2 separate regions of the Macaca mulatta genome follow, and region 1 is linked to region 2. A link is a contact called in public Hi-C data. All regions are on one chromosome and are shown on one strand. Each heading gives the region's core, a stretch centred on a gene start, on an enhancer-like site or on the middle of the called end of the contact. The rest is flanking DNA. Distances are from core to core; before and after follow the strand shown.

Evidence for each region. A called contact is a pair of places that touch in the nucleus more often than the background predicts.
Region 1: a contact with region 2 is called in a Hi-C map of fetal cortical plate, with 2.0 times the contacts expected there. The contact joins the promoter of POLD4 here to the promoter of RAD9A in region 2. A contact is called at or near these places in 7 of 14 Hi-C or Micro-C datasets (CD4 T cells, blood, cortical neurons and 4 more).

The regions. Positions count from the first base shown.
Region 1 is chr14:7,030,123-7,034,891 of T2T-MMU8v2.0, forward strand. POLD4 (DNA polymerase delta 4, accessory subunit) reads left to right here and starts at 1,895. Exons shown (of 4, transcript NM_001266109.1): 1 at 1,895-2,113; 2 at 2,331-2,420; 3 at 2,611-2,722; 4 at 3,399-3,864. The coding sequence starts at 2,017. The coding sequence ends at 3,423.
Region 2 is chr14:6,991,473-6,996,134 of T2T-MMU8v2.0, forward strand. It overlaps RAD9A (RAD9 checkpoint clamp component A), which reads right to left and starts at 2,645. Exons shown (of 10, transcript XR_013403509.1): 1 at 1,970-2,645; 2 at 1,269-1,397; 3 at 439-553; 4 at 259-358.

The DNA of each region.
Region 1 (4,769 bases), core at 645-3,144, 38 kb after region 2:
CACACCTCTAGAAACAGCCCAGGAACCCTTGCTGAGGCCCTCTGGGGAGGGGGTAATCAATCCCCCAGAGCCTATATGCCATCCCTACCTAGCATACTCAGCGCCTGACTGGACTCAGCACCTAGGCCCTCCCCAGCCCTGGTAGAGAGGGCCTCCCTGCTTCCATCCCCAACTCCGCAAGGACACTGTCTCCCTGAATGTGGGCCCCACTTAGTCCACAAGGCAGATGGGGGGATTAGAATAGGCCCAGCCCAAACAATACAGCAGAAAGGGCCCTCCAGCTCCATGCAGTGCCCTGACAAGCTCCCTCCTCCACCAGCCCTCCTCCAGGACGCCGATGGGGGGAGCCAGGCAGGACGTGGACCCTGAAGACATGGCCTGCTCCTGTACTTCCCCTTTGGTGGTCTCCTCTCCAGAGCAGCTTCCTCCCTTGTGCCCACAAGTACCAGTGGCTTAGCCCTCTTCCAGTGCAGAGCACCCAGACCCCAGAGCAGGGAAAGGAGGCGGCAGAGGCTTCTGAGCAGGCGGCAGCCCAGGAGTCTGTGCCCCACCCTCCCAGTATCCCTGGAAGGAAGAACCGGATGGGATCTCTGGAGGGTGATTAGAGCTGGGCTGGTCCCTGTGCTGGTTCCCAGACTCCCACTGGCCAGTACTTTTGCCTCCTGCCAGGAAGTTGATGAGGGGGAGGCAGCAGTATGGATGAGTCAGTGATGACAGGAGCCCAAGGGACAAAGGTCATGGGTGGAGAATTGAGAGACATTGTTTACAGCAGTCCACCTCCTCCAGGAGGCCTTCCAATGCTAATCATCCCTGTGGTCCTAACCAATCTCTGACCCACCCTTTTCCTCTTCTGGTAGGAATTATAGCCTCTTACTGACAACTGTACATCTGTCTGCCTTGTGACAGTGAGCTCCTGGGCCCAAGACAGACTGTGGTTCGACTGGGGCCCTGCAATGCCTGTGACTCTCGGCAGTGATAATCATTGAGCTATACTTCCTACTTTCAAAAACTTTTTGACATCTCTTTTAATTAATATGTGGGAAAGTGCTTAGAACAGTACTTGGCACATGGTATGTGCAACATGAGTGTTAGGTTTACTGTTAATATTTTCTGCTCAGATTAACATTATTGTGAGAGGGCAGATTTTGCCAATGAAGAACTGGGGATCAAAACCCATTGTGGTGGGGGAACCAGACCCTTGCTCTGCCTTCCAGTATGGAATCTTCCTGACTGGTGGGGCGGGTGAGGCAGGACTTGGGACCCCAGGAGAGCCAAAACAGCAAACACTTACTCGGACTAAGAGTGGGCAGCATCTTTGGGCACAGACTGTGAGAAAGGAGGTTTCAGAACCCATGGGCTTCTCCAGCCAGGTCTCCTGGGGCCGGTGGGGGTTGGGTGGGAGCAGGGAAGGGGCCTGGATTAGACCAAACTCTCTTCAGACCTCCAAACCTGCCCCCACAACGCTGGGCGGGCCAAAGGACCGAGTGAAGGCTCCAGCTGGGCTCTAGGGAGTTACAAACTGGCCACGGGGATTAGCGAAGCTGAAAAGAACATTTGCCTAGGAAGGGAAAACGGGAAGTGAGAGGCTGAGGATAACTCTCTTCAAGTCTCTCGGGACCCACAGCAGACCAATGGGGGCCGGGGGAGGTGGTGAAGTAGGGGCATCCTGACAGGTCCCCCGCCCCAGCCTGCCCCTCCTCCCGCAGCCCACAGCTGTGGCACCGCCCCACCCCTCACCCTACACTGCCTACCATTGGCTAGCGCCAGGGCCCCGCCCCACAGAGGCGGCCTGCCATTGGCTGAAGTCTTTCCTGTTTGCGCCCTTGTTGGGGTGGGGGAGGCGTCCCTCCCTGGACCCCAGCGACTTCCTCTCTCGGTTTGTCTGGGTCATCTTGTCTGCCTGCCGCTGGCCTGGCCCCGTCTGTCTCTCTCAGCAGCTGTCTTTCTCGCGCCCACTGGCCGGTCTCTCCTCTTCCCCGCAGTCGCCTCCTTCCTCTGCCTGCCTGGGTGGCCGCCATGGGCCGGAAGCGGCTCATCACTGATTCCTACCCGGTTGTGAAGAGGAGGGAGGGGCCCGCTGGGCACAGCAAGGGGGAGCTGGCATCCGAGCTAGGTCTCTGACGTGTGAGGGAGGCAGGAGGAGTGGACACGGAGGGGCCTAGAGGACGTGGGCAGAGGGGCAGATGGAAGGGGAAAGGTGGCCTGTCCTCCCCTCCCGACACCAGGTCTAGCTGCGGGGTGGCAGAGGCAAAGGGGTGGTGAGGAAGGCTGGGAGGTGAGGGGCAGGAGACTGAGGCCAGCCTCGCACTGAAGAGCAGCTGTCATTGCAGGGGAGGAGCCCCAGCCCCGCGACGAGGAGGAAGCGGAGCTGGAGCTGCTGAGGCAGTTTGACCTGGCCTGGCAGTACGGGCCCTGCACCGGTGAGAACCCACCCAGCCCCACGGAGGTGCCTCTCCCAGCCAGTCCCGTCACCCACACGTCTCTGAAGTCACCCAAGCGCTTGCGTGACTCTGACCCTCAGGCACTGTCTCCCCTGAACACACACATTCTCCAGCTCAGACTCTACCCCATCCCCAACAAGGCTCCAGAGTCTTCTTCCTACCCTGGCAGGGATCACACGGCTGCAGCGCTGGTGTCGGGCCAAGCAGATGGGCTTGGAGCCTCCCCCAGAGGTGTGGGAGGTGCTGAAGACCCACCCCGGAGACCCCCGCTTCCAGTGCAGGTCAGAGACAGGCCGGGAGGGCTTTCAGGGGAGCCAGGGCCTTCTCCAGGCACCGTCACCCTGCTGTCCTGACCTGAGGGAGAAATGGATGGAGGGTTGAAGGGCCTTGCTGAACAGGCAAGAAGGAGGACACGCTACTGTAATAATTCTTTTTTTTTTTGACACAGAGTCTTGCTCTGTCGCCCAGGCTGGAGTGTAGTGGCGCGATCTTGGCTCACTGCAAGCTCCGCCTCCCGGGTTCACGCCATTCTCCTGCCTCAGCCTCCCGAGTAGCTGGGACTACAGGCGCCCGCCACCACGCCCGGCTAATTTTGTTTTTGTATTTTTAGTAGAGATGGGGTTTCACTGTGTTAGCCAGGATGGTCTTGATCTCCTGACCTCGTGATCCACCCGCCTCGACCTCCCAAAGTGCTGGGATTACAGGCATGAGCCACCGCACCCGGCCAATAATTCTTACCTCCACAAGCTAGTCGGGGGCAAAGGTACACCCAGGAACCAAGGAACTATCTATTTAGAACCAAGGGGTTTCCCAAGGACTATGGGCATGGCCAAGAATAGCTGGTGAAATCAGATCCAGGGACTCAACAACTGACCCTTTCCCTCTCTCTCTCTCTCTCTCTCTCTCTCTCTCTCTCTCTCTCTGGGATATCCCTCCCTCCCACCCCATCTTCTACAGCCTCTGGCATCTCTATCCCCTATGAGGCACCACGTATGACCTCCTGCCCTTGGCTCTCTTGCTCCTCACCCAAGAATCTCAGGACAGAAGCAAGAGCCCATTGCTCCTGCTCAGCTCAGCCCCGCTGCGGAGGAACCCTTGGCAGGCAGAACCTGGAGGTGTCAGAGGCTCAACTCCTCCATCTAACCAGCAGGCTCTCAGAGCCCCCCTGGAAGAGCCTGTGCAGCTGAAGCAGAGTGCTTCTAGATGGAGAGTGGTCACTGGGGAAAAGGACCTGGCCATCACCTTCCAGTACCTGCTGCCTGTCTCCCTGACCCATGGTGTGGCAAGTTAGGCACAGCCAGACGTGGACAGTTGATCCATGAGGCAAAGATGCTGTCCCACCTATGGCTAGGAATCAGAGCAGGACTGGCTGAGCTCCCAGGGCAAGGGGTTCACTAATGCTTACCAATAAAGAATATTAAGCCTGGAATCCTGACCTTCAGTCCTTTACTGTGGCCCTGCTTTGACTGGCAGTCCCTAGCAAGTTAGGAGATGGGAGAACCACCACCACAGTTCTTTTCCTTCAAGAAAGTCCTAGGCCTGAGAGGGAGAAGACATAGACAGCTTAAGAGACGGATCAAGTCCTCTAAGAGCTGAGCGACCTCTGGTGCCCCCTGGTGGCCCACAGGGAAACTACTCACGACTCACCTTCCTGGAGCAGCCAGGGAAAACCTACCTGACCCGCCAGCCACCTGGCTTGCTAAGCAGTGCCCACTTCACAAACATGGGTGCTTTGCCAGAGAAGGACCTTTGGGGTCCATGGCGCATGAAGTCCAAACATATCTATACATTCCCAGCAAGCACCTCTGGCTTCCCACATCAGGGACCACCTTGATCAAAGCAGGGCTGGGGAGGGTCTCAACTTGCAGGACCTGCTCAGACATGGCCATCATCTGAGGGGCTTTGGTAAGAAATTGATGGCTGGGCGTGGTGGCTCACGCCTGTAATTCCAGCACTTTGGGAGGCCCAGGCGGGCGGATCACGAGGTCAAGAGATGGAGACCATCATGGCTAACAAGGTGAAACCCTGTCTCTACTAAAAATACAAAAAATTAGCCGGGTGTGGTGACAAGCGCCTGTAGTTCCAGCTACTCAGAAGGCTGAGGCAGGAGAATGGTGTGAACCCGGGAGGCAGAGCTGGCAGTGAGCTGATACTGTGCCACTGCACTCCAGCCTGGGTGACAGAGGGAGACTCCTCAAAAAAAAAAAAAAAAAAAAAAAAAAAAAGGCTGGGCACAGTGGCTCACGCCTGTAATCCCAGCACTTTGGGAGGCCAAGGCGGATGGATCACGAGGTCAAGAGATCGAGACTATCCTGGCTAACACGGTGA
Region 2 (4,662 bases), core at 1,395-3,894:
CAGACCTTTGGGATGGAGAACGAAGGCTCCTAACAGTGAGGAGAATGGAGCAAGGAGGCGCCTGCCCCTCCTCCATGCCACCGTCTGCCTTTAAAGAGCCAGGTAAGGACCTGAGCACATAGCGGGCCATGGGATGTCTTTGAGGTTCACAGAAACTCTGTAGGGAAATGAAGGACATACCTTCTTAAATCAACCCTTGAGGCCCCAAAGAAGGAAGAGAGAGACCTGGAGCTGAGCTGAGGGCAGGGGTGTGCTCACCGTGCTGGGGCGCGGAGCATGTGGGGGCACGAGGCTGGGTCGAAGACGGCCTGCAGGGACTCACAGTCCTGGAAGGACAGGTTGTGAGTCTTCCGCACCCCTGGATGGGCGATAGGGTCTCAGTGGGCCTCGCCGACCTCCCTGCTGAGGCACCCCTTGGCTGTCCGGCTGCCCACTCACCGAACTTGCAGTGCAGCTGGACCACCAGGCGGCTGCTCCGGCCGTTCAGGGAGATGCAGCATTTTTCCACCGTCTTCTCCAGCATCGCCAGTGAGCGGAAGACAGACAGGAAGGACTAAATGGGATAAGACACCTCAGCCTAGCACCGCATCTCTGCAACAAGCTCTCCTGTCCCGTGTAGGCCCACACCAATCATGGGCCCAGCCTGTAACTCTGGGAAAAGGGCTCCCACATCACACGGGACACTGGCATCCTTCTAGGCCTCATTCATGCTCTTCCTTATGCTTGCAATGCCTTGAAAGACCTGCTTACCTTTCTCTTTTTTTTTTATTTGAGATGGAGTCTCGCTCTGTCACCCAGGCTGGAGTGCAGTGGTGCGATCTTGGCTCACTGCAACCTCCGCCTCCCGGGTTCAAGCAATTCTCCTGCCTCAGCCTCCCAAGTAACTGGGATTATAGGCCCCCACCACCACACCCGGCTAATTTTTGTATTTTTAGTAGAGACGGGGTTTCACCATGTTGGCCAGGGTAGTCTTGAACTCCTGACCTCATGATCTGCCCACCTCAGCCTCCCAAAGTGCTGGGATTACAGGTGTGAGCCACCGCACCCGGCCAAAAGACCTGCTTACCTTTCTTGACGAACTTGAGCCTCACCACCCTCTCAGGTCCCCGCTGTGATGCTTTTACCAAGGCCCTCCCTGTGTTTTGCATGGATTGGACTTGCACGTGTCTCTCTCCCCACTTAGCATCTACTGAGTACCCCAGGGCAGAGGCACAGCTAGTGGAGATTCCTGGGATGGGGCAGTGCCACTGCTGAGGGAAGGGCCTCACCTTCATCAGGATCTTACAGCGCAGCAGGTCCTGACCAGGGGTTGCTGCCTGGTATTGCTGGAAGAAGAGCGGAGCAAAGAGAAAGCAGGCATAGGCAGAGCGGGAGGAGTTCACCGTCCGGAGGGAGAGCTGGGCCACGAAGAGCAGGGAGAGGGACGTGGTCAGGGGGCAGCCACAGACCCAGCCCTCCGGCTGCTTCTGCTCACACACTTGCTCTATCGTCCTCCCGCTCTGCCACCACCTGCTGAAACCCTCCTTCCACATGAAGCCTTCAGAGTCGGCCTCGGGGCTGCTGCCGCAGAGGAGCGGTCGCACACCCAGGCCTACCCCGAGTTTCTCTAAGGGCACGTTACCCCCTGGGAGCTCACAGGAGGCCAGCTTGCAATTCACACACCGGCCTGGGAAGATGACAGGCGCTAGGCTGAGAAACTGAAACTCTGCCGACAAATCTGCCAGCGGTCATCCCGCCTAGTGGGGGCGAGACTCGAGTCCGGGTTACCCGCTCCCGGCTGGAGTCCCACCCGCCCCCCCACACCCCAGCCCCTCACCCCGTCCTCCAAGGGTTCCAGGTAGAGCTCGTCCCCGATGCGGGACAGGGAGTGGACGGCCTTGCCGAGCACTGCGGGGAGGAGAGCGGAAGGGGGTTAGGCTGGCGGCTCCGCGGCTCCTGCACCGCCGCTGCCAGGCCGACCCGCACTCACCCTTCACGTTGCCGCCCGTGACCAGGCACTTCATGCTGCCCCAGCGCCCAGCCAGCGGCCAGCACTACCCCACACTCCGCGACCTCAGAGCCCGGGGTCCTTCCCGCGCACCGCCCCTGCCAGCCCCTCCCCCGCCTCCCCATTGGTCCACACGCAGGCGCCTCCGTCACGTGAGAAAAACGTTCACAGGCTCCGCCGTCACGTGACGGCGCACGTTGCCCCGGGTGTCACGTGACCCGGGAGGCCCGCGGCGCCCGTCAGCTGCTCCTGGCTCTCCAGGCACGCCTCGGCCTTCAGCGCCCTTGGAGATCGGGGCGTCCCGCGGGCCGCGCATCGGATCGCGAAGGGCAGAGAGGACGCAGCTCTGGGGCGCGAGGTTCCTGTGCAGTGGACCGAGCGCTAGACTCGGAGTCCGAATGTGGGTGCGAGCTCTCTGGGGTCACCCACTGAGTAGAGTTCCCGGGCGTCTGTCGGAGGATACACGGTGCAAGCAAGACCATCGCACCCACTCTGGGCCGGAGACTCGAACTCCAGCAGCAATCCCCAACTCTAGAAAGAGGTCAAAGCAGCTTGCTTGCAGCAGCTGGGAGTGGGAGGTGGCTGCTCCTTCTGGCTTCGAGGATCCTTGAAGGAAAAACGGCAGCTTCTCCAGGCAGAAAGGGGTAGAACGGTGCTCCTGGCAGAGGGAGGAACAAGAGTAAATGCTCAGCGGTGTGGGCTCCGCCCCCTGGAGAGGGGAGTAGGTCTGTGAGTCTCAGAGAGGCTTAGGGGCCGCCAGATGATGAGGGGCACCGCTGGGACGCTCTAGAAATGTTTTACGAGGGTAGATCGTGGTTATGTGCCTTTTTTTTTTTTTTTTTTTTTCCCCGAGACATATTCTTGCTCTGTCACCCAGGCTGGAGTGCAGTGGCGCGAACACGGCTCACTGTCGCCTGGAACTCCTGGGCTCAAGGTATCCTCCCACCTCAGTCTCCTGAGTATCTGGGACCACAGGCACACCCACCACGCCCGGCTTTTTTTTTTTTTTTTTGTAGAGACGGAGTCTTGCCATGTTGCTCAGGCCCGTCTCAACTCTAGGGTTCAAGATATCTTTCCGCCTTGGCCTCTCAAAGTGGCGTGAGCCGCTGCATCCGGCCTGGTTTTTTTTGGGTTTTTTTTTTTTTTTTTGGTCTTTTTTTGTGTGGGGGGTTTTTTTGTTTGTTTTGAGATAGAGTCTCGTTCTGTCGCCCAGGCTGGAGTACAGTGGCACGATCACGCCTCCCAGGTTCAAGCGATTCTCTTGCCTCAGCCTCCCAAGTAGCTGGGATTACAGGCGCCTGCCACAAGGCCTAGCTAATTTGTGTACTTTTAGTAGAGACGGGTTTCGCCATGTTGGCCAGGCTGGTCTTGAACTCCTGACCTCAAGTGATCTGCCCGCCTTGGCCTCCCAAAGTGCTGGGATTACAGGCATGGGCCACCACGCCCAGCCCGGGCCTGTGTTTTTAAAAGACCTCAGACTGGCCGGGCGTGGTGGCTTATGCCTATAATCCTACCACTTTGGGAGGCTGAGGCGGGCGGATCACCAGGTCAAGAGATCCAGACCATTCTGGCCAACATTGTGAAACCCCTTCTCTACTAAAAGTACAAAAATTAGCCGGGCGTGTTGGCGAGCATCTGTAGTCCCAGCTACTCTGGAGGCTGAGGCAGGAGAATTGCTTGAACCCGGGAGGTGGAGGTTGCAGTAAGCCGAGATCGTGCCACTGCACTCCAGCCTGGCGACAGAGCGAGACTCCATCTCAAAAAAAAAAAAACCAGACTGTGTGCCAGGTGGGGATGCATCAGCTGGAAGGTCTTCCCCTTCTCCTGGGCCTCCAGGTCCAGGTGAGTAAAATGTAAGGGAGTCCTAGAGAAACTCACTGACCCCTATTCTCCCCACAGTACCAAGGCTCTGGTGGTTCTTTGAAGGGCCCAGGGCATCCCTGTGTTCCCGTAGGGCCTGTCTGTGCCTTGCCCCTCAGATCCTGTGGTAGTGGAGAAGATTTATTTGTCTCTGCACCCCTTGCTCTCCAGACCCACTTTCAAATGAGTTGAATTGATACATAATAATTGTACACATAGAGAGAGTACAGCTGACATTTGGATACATGCATACACTTTGTTTCTCCCTCTCTTTCCGCTCCCCTGGTCTCCAGCCCTGGCCCTTTCCGTGGAGTCCTGGGGGAGGAGGTAACTCTTCCCTTCCCCTTCCCAGGGGATCCATAGAAATAGTGCCCCCTGTCCCTGGGCATCCGGCTCAGTATGCTGGGAGTCATCCTTGACCTCATGCTCGCCCTCACCCCTACACAATCTTTCAGTTAAGTCCTGACCACTCTGCCTCCCAAACAGGTGGTAACTTAACAGGTGGCAGCTTTGCCCTCCTCTTCCATCTCCAGGGCCTAGGTCACCATCCTCTCACCTGGATGACTGTAACAGCTCTCAATGGTCTCCTGCCTCCACCCTGCCCCCACCAGGCCACTCTCCATACAGCAGCAAAGTGACCCTCCTAAAATGTCCATTGTGTCATGCCTCTCCTGTGTTTGCACACTCCAAGTGGTTGCCATAAAATCCAAACTCTGCCCTGAACCTGCAGGAGCCGTCCCTACCCATTTCTGCACCTGTTGCCTCCCCTTGATCACCTGCACAGCCATGCCAACCGTGTGGGCTCCCTGAACCCC